Linked DNA regions of Oryctolagus cuniculus: region 2 is linked to region 1. A link is a contact called in public Hi-C data. All regions are on one chromosome and are shown on one strand. Each heading gives the region's core, a stretch centred on a gene start, on an enhancer-like site or on the middle of the called end of the contact. The rest is flanking DNA. Distances are from core to core; before and after follow the strand shown. Region 1 holds the start of MDFIC (MyoD family inhibitor domain containing). Region 2 overlaps MDFIC (MyoD family inhibitor domain containing).

Region 1 (5,916 bases), core at 2,613-5,112:
TTTTTTTTTTTTTTTTTTTTTATAAAGGCACTAATTCCACTCATGAGTGCTCCACTCTTATGACCTAATTATCTGCTGATACCATCACGTTAGGGGTTAGGATATCAATATATGAATTTTGGGGGACACAAGTATTTAGTCCCTGACACTCAGTGGAAGAGCAAGAGGATGAAGTCCCTGGGGTAATGTTCATCAGGAGCCAAGCTAATTGATTAGTTAGAGTAAGTGAATAGAGAAGGGTTGGAAGAAATTAAGTTAGGGGAACACGCAGGAGCTCACACTATAACTATTGGCATCACAGACACTAAATTTACAGCATTAACACCAAGTCACACCCTTAGGCCCTCTGTTGTTACTCTACACACTCACCTTGGTTACAACCTTCTAGCTAGTAAAGTACACCCTGCAGCTAGAAGACCTCAGTTTATCCAAAGAATTAAGATGCCCTTGAGGTCTGACAGCCCTGAGCTCTACAGATTATTTGTCCACAGTGCACATCATGGTGTCTAGTATTTTGATGTGGCCCTTGTGATACAGTCATTTTTCCATATGTTACTGCTATATAACAGTAATAATAGTTAATATTTAAAAATATTTTTATTTTTAATTGGCATATAATAATTACTCATATTTACAGGATACTCTGAAATATTTCAGTGCATCTATACAATGTGTGATAATCAGATCTGGGTAACTGGAATAATCATCACCTCAAACATTTATTACTTCTTTGAGTTGAGAACATTCAAAATCCTCTTTACTAGCTATTTTTTTTTTTTTTTTGACAGGCAGAGTGGACAGTGAGAGAGAGAGACAGAGAGAAAGGTCTTCCTTTGCCGTTGGTTCACCCTCCAATGGCCGGCACGGCTGGCGTACTGTGCTGATCCGATGGCAGGAGCCAGGTACTTATCCTGGTCTCCCATGGGGTGCAGGGCCCAAGGACTTGGGCCATCCTCCACTGCACTCCCGGGCCACAGCAGAGAGCTGGCCTGGAAGAGGGGCAACGGGACAGAATCTGGCGCCCAGACCAGGACTAGAACCCGGTGTGCCAGGACCGCAAGGTGGAGGATTAGCCTAGTGAGTCACGGCGCCGGCCTTTACTAGCTATTTTGAAATTTACACAATTATTATCAATCGTAGTTACCCCTACTGTGCACATTAGAAATTATTCCTCTTGGGGCTGGCATGGTGTAGTGGGTTAAGCCACTGCCTTAAGTGCCAGCATCCCATATAGGCACTGGTTCATGTCCTGGCTGCTCTGCTTCCCAACCAAATGTCTGCTGATGGCCTGGGAAAGCAGCAGAAGATGGCAACGCTGGCCCCAACAGTTACTATTTTTGAGCAACTTCCCCATTTCCTATTCTCTTCCAAATTCTATAGGAGAATTACCTTATTTGATTCTCACCAAGAAAATCTGTGAAGATTTTTCTTTTCTGATTTTCACTTGATGAGACAACCTAAACCTCAGAAAGGTTGACTAACTTGCCCTAAGTCACCCAAGAGCAAAGATCTGACCATTTCAGTGATTCTACAACTCAGCCTCTCATTTGTTCCTAACAGTTTTATTTGAATTTTATCTCTTCTCCATTAGATGTTTACATTTAATTAAAGAAATATTTATTGAATTACTCACTATATTTGAAACATTAAGCACTGTGTGAAATTAAATTAACAAATATTTACCACTGACTATGACTTTCTACTAGAGTACTGGAACTTGTTTGCTAATTCTGGATCTTACCATCCTTGCGAGAGAATTAACAAAATGGGACAAGGAAACATAACAACAAGAAAGGACAGACTTTTCCAGATCAGCTGCTTTCTGCTGTAAAACATAGAGAAGCTTCCTAAATGCTTGTTCTCAGAACTGATACTGTCATTCTCAGAACTGATCTGCTCCTGTCAAGCAGATTTCAAATAACTTGGGCCCCTAGACAAGTTTTCAAGAGAGTTACCATGCTTTCATAAGTGCCATTTCTGAAACTGTCAACAAAATAAACACGCATTTGTTTGTTATACATCATTGGACAAAATGTCATTTTTCCTTCAGGGAGTATGAGATGAATCATCATCATCAGACTCTTCCAAGGATGTTTTTTTTTTTTTTCCTGAATAATAAAAATCAAATTTGAGTGCACTGACTCTTAGGAAATGCAAGTTTTCAATCAATTGGATTCGATTCCAATGGGCTTGGTGAAGAAATGAAATTCCGTGGATATTAATGCTGCATCTAGAAAAAGGGTGAATCCAGTATACTTTCGTTCAATGTTAAGAGAATTACTGTGATTCCTCTCTTGTCCTAGAGTGTCCAAAAATGAGTTTGCACTAGCTTTCTGTAAACGAATTCTGCATTTTCTCAGAAGGAAATAAAATGGAGATATCTGAATACCTGACTAAAGTATTCTTTTATCAGCAAATTACTTTACTTTCTGGGCTCTCAGGATTAAGCTGCAATCAGAACGTCTCATTTACACGCTGAGAGTTGATCAGTTTTTCACTTCCAACCACAACTTTATCTCCCCCACAGAGGGCCTTGGTCCAGTGAGGCAGGGAGCCTGTCACACGCCAGACTGGGAGAGGCGCCAGAACCTTCATCCCCAAGGGTGTCAACTCTGCCTGTCTGGATCTCTCCAGCGGATTCTGCAACTGCAACTGGTTTTACCTGATCAGGGACCTACCTGTTGGGCGAAAACAGACCAAGAAGAGAAAAACAGATAAAACGCTCAACCTGCAGCACGTGTGTGTGTGTGTGTGTGTGTGTGTGTGTGTGTCGGGAGTGGCGGGGGGCTGAGGTCAAGGTTTCAAATGCACACTATTCCACCAGGAAAGTTACATGTAGTTTCTTTTCCTTTGTCCTTGTCCATCTGAAAGGTTTCCACTTCCCTTCAGGTGTCTGGGGTCAGGATGAGAATGAGGAGTCGGGAGGCAGTGAGCTTCTGGGCAGGGCTAGGGTTCAGGGTGGTTCGTCTGGGCAGCCTGAGACCAGCCCGGCCCACTCCCTCTGGTTCCAGAGCCCGGGTGGGGAGCCCGCGGGCGAGCGCTGGGTCCGCCTTTGGCCTCCTGACCCAGACAGCGCGGGGCGCGGGCTAGCGCAGCAGCCAGCCTCGTGGCCGCCCGCCAAGGGTTCGAGGCCTCTGCGACCCGGACGCGATGACAAGAAGCCACACAAGAACAAGTGTTTCGGGGCCGCAGACGCGGAGCGGCGGGCACTGAGGCAGAGGAGGAAGAGTCCTCCTCTGAGGGGACCGGTCCGGAGCGAGCTGGCTGGCAAGAAGGGGCGGGGTGCGCGCAGTCGGAGCCGCCGCGGCCGCCGTTGCCGCCACCGCGACGTCTGGGCAGAGCCGCAGCGAGGCGGGGAGGGACGCGCAGGGGCGGCTGCCGCAGCCCTCAGGCCACGGGGCGCGATGCGGCCACGCTAACTTTGCCGGACGGAAGAGGAGGAGGAAGGGGGCTTTGAGCGACCGGGGCGTGGGGGCGGGGGGATGCTGAGGTAGGTGGTGGCCCCGGGCCGGGAGGAGAAGGGGTTCGGGTCCCGTCCCCGTGCTTCCTCGGCCCTGTCCCCCTTCGCTGCCCACTGCGAGCCCCCCGGGAGCGCGCCGCTGTCAACTTGCTCTGTCACAGTTTTCCTCGCCGCTTTCAAATCAAAACTTCCCCGGGGTGGAGTTTGAGGGAGGGCCGCGCAGGGGGAGGGAAGTCCCGCAGGGGTGGCGTGCTCTTCTCTGAAAACAGGGCTTTTTTTTTTTTTCTTTTCCGCCAGAACCAGTCAGGTCCTTGCGCCCGACACGTCCCGAGCCTTCCCCGGTGCGCCCCGCGGGGCGGCGAGCTAGGCGGCGGCGGCGGCGCGGGCTCGGCGCAGCGGCCCATGTCCGGCGCGGGCGAAGCTCTGGCTCCCGGGCCCGCGGGGCCGCAGCGCTCGGCCGAGGCGGGCGGCGGCCGGCAGGGCTCCCCGGCCCACGGTGAGTGAGCGAGCGTGCGCTCGAGAGGGGCAAGCGAGTGTGTCGTGGCTGCGTTCGTAAAGTTTGCTCGCACGGGTACTGTGGGAGGGGGTGGCTCGTGCGGCGCGAGGCCGGGTTCCCACCGTGTGGTTGTGAACTTTTGCACAGTTCGCGTTCCTCCAGCAAGTTCGTCAGGATTCCTGCCCTAGATCAACAACCGGATAGGAGGGCGGATCGGCTGGTCCCTCCACTCCTCTTCCTTTGGTGGCGGAGGGGCAGGGTGACAGGCTTGCTTCTGAGTTAAGCGTATGCATTTCTGGGCCTGTGGCTCAACAGTGTGGGTTCTGAAGCCCTACTACTCCAGGCCTCTCTGGTTCTTGTGTCCTGGAATCCAGGACCCCCCTACTACTCCAGGCCTCTCTGGTTCTTGTGTCCTGGAATCCAGGACCCCCGCTGCTCTCTCAGCAAACATGCGGGCTCCCTCTCAGCTTTTCCTCCCGGGCTGCTCTGCACCCTGGCTGGTGATCTGGAGTTCTGTGACTTGGGAATGGCTCATGCATATGTTTTTAGTAACTGTTTTGTTTTGAAATAAACGTGCTTTAAAAGATGCTTTTCAAGAATGAATTAGCTCCCGTGTGTTTTTACAAAGTGTAAATATGTACAGCCTATAAAAAATGTACTGCTGTTTGTAGGAAACGCATAACAAGTTGATACACAAATCAGACCCGTATCTTCTCTTCTGCTGTAGGTAGTATACTCCAGGGTTTCATTGATGATAGAGAGCAAAGGTCTTAGACTCCTCTCACCTTTTCCTCTAAGGACAATTCTGATTTAAAGTGTTCTGACACTGGAAGGAACTAAGTACTCTATCAGGGATCAAAAACTTCTTGATTTCAACCAAATCTGGAAGCACCCTGCTTCCCCCTCCCTTAGCCCAGGAGAATGATAATGTAATGAGGTTTTTTTTTTTTTTTTTTTTTTTAGCAGCAAAAAGTGGAAAAGAAGATGTTAATGTTCACGCCACACAGTAGGTAAAAGCAGAAACCAGCCATGGTTAAATTAGAATGTTCTGGCATCCGGGGCTGTTAGATTGAATTACATTTATCATTTTGCATGGACAGAGTGACTCATTTTTTCTAAACTGAGAAAATTAAAAACGATGAGCTGCAGAAAAATCAGGGAACTAGGATGATAAACATATGTTTTCCCAGAAGCAGCCTGTGTTCTCCACATTGTATTGTCAACACAATCATTTTCCTGTCATTAGACATGCCCTCAGTAGTCATATCGACTCATTGATGGGCTGTTTATGCTCACATTTGAGCTATTAATCACTACTGTTAAACAAAGCATATGTCAAAAACCAACATCAACCATCCAAGAAAAACAGTTTGACTTGGAAATGGTTAGTACCTACAATATCCAATGTTAGTAGAATGCATTTTTAAAATCAGCTGGAAAAGCCTGCAGTGGTACTTATTGCACCTGTACTATAGGAAAGCTGTGTGATGTCACATGATCTGACTTTATGAGGCAGCTTGCCCAGGATGGCCTAAAGTAGAATGCTTGCTGCATACAGCACATACAGTTTCAGTGTGGGAACACTTGGATTATATTTTACCTAAAATAGCCATCACTTCAATGACATATGTTGCTTTCTTATTAGTTTAACTTTGGCACAAAAAGTTCTTTAAGTAGGGACTCAATTATAAATGTAATATGGAGTTGATTCTTTAAAAAGAAAATTCTCAGTGTCTTGTTAAAAGTATTGTATTTCAGACAGGTAGATTTCATAAGGCATATTAAAGAAAAAAATTTGGAGGGAGTGAATGGCAAACTTTCAAGATTCAGTCTTTAGGTTGGTTTCATTGGTAAAGACATCTGTCAAGAAGGCTTGTCTAAAAGCCACTGTACTCCTAAGCCCTCACTCAAGGTCCTTAACCCACTTCCTTCTGTCCTTGGATTCTTCCTCATTCCTTTC
Region 2 (5,763 bases), core at 2,012-4,511, 90 kb after region 1:
TGTACTCCCACGAGCTGCCATGAACTGTCAAGGTGATGTGGTCAGCTCCATGGGTCTCTGCAACATGCTAATGTCTGTGACTATCATCAGCCATGGCCAGGGTGAAATTTCACTCATTATCGTCACCACCACTGTAACATTTTGCAGAATCACTCAGTTAGGTACATTATATATTTTTTTCATAACATACTGATCTGTTTTCATAACATACTTTGCACAGTGTTTAAATAAAGGACAAATAAGAGGTGAGGTCAAAATGTGAATTGTGTAAAAAACACAGTTAGGAAAACAAAATTAGAGAAAATATTAAGTCAGGCATTTCACAGAAATTTTGCACACTTTCATTAGCACTAGAGAATTTATTTTCATGTATTTTGCCCTAACCATAAATGTTATTGTTACCAATTTGAGTAGACTGTTTAACATTGATTTTTTTCTAGGACAAAGCTTTTAAGAGCTATAGCAGGGGCCAGCATTGTGGCACAGTGAGTCAAGCTGCTACAATTCCAACATCCTATTAGGACAGCCAGTTTGAGTCTTGGCTATTCTGCTTCTGATACATCTCCCATTTACATGAGAGACCTAGATGGGGCTCCAGTTTCCTTTCTTTGGCTTGGACCAGCCCTGGCCATGGCAGCCATCTAGGGGAGTGAACCAGTGGATGGAAGGTACCTCTTCCCTTCCCGATCTCTCCCCCCACCCTTCTTTCTTGTTGTGGATCTGTGTGTCACTATCTCCTTCAAATAAATCTATGTCCTTAACAAAAAGCTAAAATTGATTTCATTATCCAAAAATTCTATTAAGCCTTATTATTATCAACTTCTTGCATTAGAGATATTTCACTGGCCAACTTAAGAGTCAGCTCTGAGTAGGTTCAAGTAAAGTATAGTCTTGCTGTATTTTTGCTTTCTAGCTTCTGGAGAAAAAAATTGATAAGAATTCAATATGGAAAAAATAGATTATCATTTTTGAGTCTTCTGCTGTAGCCAAAAATAAGATTACAGATTCTTTCCTGCAGATTTCTGCTCCAGTCTTTATAAAATCTGTTTCTTAGAATTGCCTCCTTGTTTTTTTTTTAATTTGTGTTGAAGTGTTAGAGCCATATGAACAGAGCTTTTCACAAATCTCCCTAGATTAAAAGAGAATGATGCCAAGTCAGTGTCATGATGAGGGTGAATGGAACTTAGTTGGATGTAAAATAAATATTGTGCCACCATCATCATTACTATCACCATAATAATATTAAGTACTTGCATATGAAGTCCTTGATACAACATTAACTCTTTCCATCATCATCATAACTATGAGGGAAGTAATATTATTATAATATTATTATTATTCACAGTATCACATTTGTGATCTCAAAATGTTGTAGAGGGAGTGAGCTTTTTGCCTAGCTATTGAGATGCGCATTAAGACACCTTCATCCCATATCAAAGTTCCTGAGTTCCCTCCCTAGCTCTGGCTTCTGACTCCATCTAACTGCTTATGCTGACCCTGGGAAGTAGCAGTGATGGCGCAAGTAATTGGCTTCCCACCACCCACATAGGAGTCCCAGGTAGAATTCCTGGGCTTCTGACTTTATCCCAGGCTCATCCTCAGCTTCTTTAAACAATTGGTGGGTGAAGCAGGGATGCAATCTCATTCTCTCATTCTTTCTCTCTCTATTTCTCTCTCTGTGTCTGTGTGTCTCCTGTCTCTCTGCCTCACAAATAAATTTTTTAAAAAAATTAGTGTTGTAAAATGAATATAATTTTTTTGTCTTTGGTTCCCTTCTGTCTGCCCAAATACCAATTTTATGTATCAATTTTTATAGTATACCAATTATTTAATTGAGTTCTTGGTAAGAAATTTAGAACACCAATTTGTGAGGCTAAATTCCATTTGTTAGAACAAGAAAGGATTGCAGGTAGAACTGGGGCTGAGGAAAACTTTGATTTTGGGGGAACTTTGCAAGCCCACAGCTCTCCAGTTAATGTTGGGCTCCTACGTAAATGCATACTCCCCTTTCTGTGTTGAAGATCACACCTTCCTGGTATCTGGGCCTCTACAGGTGCTTCTAGGTATAGTGAGCATCAGATGTTCTGGGGTGTTCATGCTATTGATCTCACTTTCTGTGGAGATGATGATGGCACATTCCTGGTGTGTTCTGTGCAGAGAAACTCAACAGAGGGAGGCAAAGAAGTTCAGTCCCAGGCAGGAAGCCACTGCTCATCTGCATCAGGAAAGTCAAGTCCTTCCTCTGTGATACCCACCGGGGATGATGGAAATGCTTTGGAGCTGATGCTGGCCCTCAGTTCCTTATACTCAGGGTTTGGTGTTGTGTCTCATCAGCTTTCAAAGGGCATTTAGTTGGATCATGTCTGGGTATTTCACAAATCCTAGCCACCCAGGTCACAGCATTCTTGTCAACACCAAATGTGACAGTAGCAAGGATATTCTTTGTTTTCTTTTCAGTCTGTATTTAGTGGATAAGGACTTCCTGTTAGTATTTGGCTACTCAGCTTTCGCATCTGCCATCTTTCAAGATGGGGAAAGAGCTACACATACGGTTTAAGAAAACCCCTCAGATAACTACATGATTCCTCAGCTTCAGTTTTCTGGGTTAAGCTTTTGGGAGGCAAAAAGTATTCTGATGCCTGTGCTATCTTCTAGACTTTGTAAAATGCAACTTTTAAAAGAACTATCTACACCACTGCTTCAGTTAAGTCACGACCAATGATTCAGGATCAGTTCTCTTCTGAGAGTTTGGAATATTTAATGGAACAGTCACAGGTCAGGTAAAAGGATAAATGAGTAAGAGAAGCAAAAACTCCATGCCATCCTCTTGATGTAGTTTAAAAATCGAATTTACCACCCATAGGCCAGGGATGGATGGATTCCAGGAGTTTGATGTGTGGTGGGAAGGTCAATGGGAAGTCCCTTCATGGCGAGTGGGACGACAGTGCTGTTTCTTTCAGAGATGGTTTGAGTTCATTGAGAGGATAGATAACAGTAAAGATTATTGTTCACTTTCCCAGAGCGTGGTCTTCTTTGTGCTGCAGTGGAAATGTGGCTCTTCTCCAGCCTTCTTTTCACCTCCTGACCTATCTCACTTTCTTCCCCATTAGGAAAATGTTGACTCTATTCTGGCTAAGACACTTGGCCACTTGGGACAGCCGTCAGCCAGAGGGTTCTGTGTAGGAGGCACACTGCAGGCCAGTTTATTCAGGCAGCAGGTCAGTCTAAGGCTGTCGGCCAGAAACGCTGTGCGTCCTCTGTCTTGGAGGCATGGAGCTACTTGGAGCTGAGCTACCGTGCAGAATGAGTAAATATTTCCCAGCCCCACACACACTTGAGGAGCAGAACTCCCTGGAGAAGACTGTGTCCTGGCCCTCACAGCTGGATTTTCACAGAGGCTGGATACTCAGCCTTCTCGGCTGTGATTCAAGATAACCAAAGCCCACTTCCAGGCTGCTTTTGGACTCTGTATTGAGAAACCACAGTCACAGGAAAGCAGTATCTGGGAAGAGGAATGCCTCCACCCAGCTGGGCCCTGCACAACGGGTATCATCCCACCACTGGGCAGATGTGAATCTTAGCAGCTAAAGGACAGGGAACAACTGTGAGTGCCCTGGAGCTTTGCTGGTGAAGCTACAGAGTCAGGTTTGATCTCAAAGCAGTTTCCTAAATTGCTAATTCCACATAACAGTGATTGCTCATGTTCCAATCTGCAGCTGCTTTTTGGCATATTGTTAGTCTTTCAGATTCTAAAGAACCTTCTTCTCAGAATATAGTTTACATTGACAGGGACCTGATTAAGAAAGTATTTTCAAGCATTTTAAGTCATAGGAAGCTTTATTATAGATTAGTTAAGATAAGATACATACAATCTGTATTCACTCAAAAAAAAAAAAAAAAAAAAGAAAGAAAAAAGCTGATGGTTCTCAGAATTTGCTGGGCCGTGTGCCTGTCTGTGTTCCAGTTCAGCTGCTTGGTATCTTTGTTCCAAGAAATTCAGAGCACCTGTCATACCACATCTTAAAGGGTGGAAACGAAAGAAACATAAAAGAGTTGTTTAGAGCAGAGCTGAGTTTATTGTGCAAATAGTTTCTTGGTGGCTGTTATTCAGGTTTCCCTTTGCTGTCACAAGCTACTCTCCTCCAATTTCCTAGTGATTTTTGCTCACATACTGATTGGGTAAATCAATTTGGGGTAATTTATTATAAACTGACATCTATGGAAACAAAACTTCAGTCTCATTTTAAGCAAAGCAAAGCTCCTTGGATGGGTCACAGACATTTTCGGCCAGTATCTGTGAGACTGCGAGGTCAGTTTCCGTTGTTACCTGAGCTCTCCAGGTGTGCCAGCTGCAGGGACGTCACATGGATAACCTCTCCCAGGACTCAGAGACTGAAGTTGTGTCCACAGTCACTCATGACAGTGTTTTTAGCTGTGGTTTGCTTTTCAGATCCAGTGCTGTGCTAGAAACTTTCTTTCATGCTTTCTTTATAACTACTTGGCTGCCAGGGTGTTTCTTTGTTTTCCTCAATTTACAGTAGCTGTCAGTCTTGTGCTGAGTTCTCCTCTCAGTATTCCGAATTGTGCAATTCTGGCTTGGCCCAGTTTAAGACAGGATAGGCTTCCTTCCTGGAACCCAGTTGGCTTCTCAAAGGTTAAACACTTTTGGCAAAAACTGCAAATAATGACTGAATAAAATCATAAAAACTGAAAACCTCAAGAACAGGAGGAGAAAGAATTATTTCTGACGGTGAACCACATGGATACAGAGAACCTGTCTTTCTGAAAGTTTGTTTCTCTACTACAGTCTTCTTGGATTGGATCACTCTTGCAGTCTCTTTCTGCTTCAGTTTTCCTGTCTTTTGTGACCCTCAGTGCCCCTTGGCAGTGTGGGGCAGGAACCATTGCAATTACTTCATAGTTTATTGTACCCTTTTCATCAGTTGAGCTCCTCTTTAAAGAATACAACTTGAAAAAAGATAAAACATGTGGTAAGAATAGAAACCAGATAATTTCATTGATTTGATGTAACTTAGGGATCCATTTCTTGTTGTTGCCATTTCTAGATCTGTTACTACATATAAATCACATAAAATGGGTGTATTTCTATGGATATACTGTGTTTAATAGCTCTGTCATCTTTAAGATGCATTTTGGTTTGTGGCTTCTTTGGGTGCCTGTTAATAGATTAGGTTTTTCTGAGTATGTGGTTTCCTAGTAAAATATGTAGGGTCTGTGTTTTAAAACAATGATTGTTTTTATAAGTTTTAATATTTACATAGATAGCTTAGCCTTTGGGGTGTCTACCATTAACGTTTCCACTAGTATTCCTATGAATTGTCCACATTGCTTTGGTATATACAACTGTGGCCCTTCATTTTTATGTTTCAGATTTGCTAAGGTACTTCTTTAGGCTGAAACATCATCTGCTTCCAGGTTGCCAACCCTCTGCTGCCTATTTCAGTAATGTGGCCAGTGATTTAATAGTTCTCCAACTCAGTGATGACCCTGTTGTTACTTATTTAGTGTTAGCGTTTACTGTGAACTCTTCATTAAACTCTAAGGTCAGAATAATCCATAGAAAGGAAAATGAACATGAATGAGAACTAAAAACAAGTAGATAATGATGTGCACATTGTGGTGCTATGAGCTCGTTACTGCTTGGGATGCTTGCATCCCATATCAGAGCACCTGGAACTGAGTCCCACTGCTGCTGCTGCTGCTGCTGTTGCTTAATTCTATAGGATACTTTTTTAAAAACTT

What was found. A called contact is a pair of places that touch in the nucleus more often than the background predicts.
Region 2: a Hi-C map of psoas muscle shows a contact between it and region 1, with 3 times the contacts expected there. The contact joins the enhancer-like site here to the promoter of MDFIC in region 1. A contact is called at or near these places in 2 of 6 Hi-C or Micro-C datasets (psoas muscle and an unstated tissue).

What each region holds. Positions count from the first base shown.
Region 1 is chr3:150,298,223-150,304,138 of mOryCun1.1, forward strand. MDFIC (MyoD family inhibitor domain containing) reads left to right here and starts at 3,863. Exons shown (of 4, transcript NM_001171407.1): 1 at 3,863-3,956. The coding sequence starts at 3,863.
Region 2 is chr3:150,388,435-150,394,197 of mOryCun1.1, forward strand. The region is part of intron 3 of MDFIC (MyoD family inhibitor domain containing); the gene reads left to right. Among named protein-coding and RNA genes, the nearest start is that of MDFIC, 89 kb to the left of the region's middle. Within about 2 kb of position 3,262, at least 2 of the 8 cell types and tissues checked have an H3K27ac peak or open chromatin away from gene starts, as enhancers often do.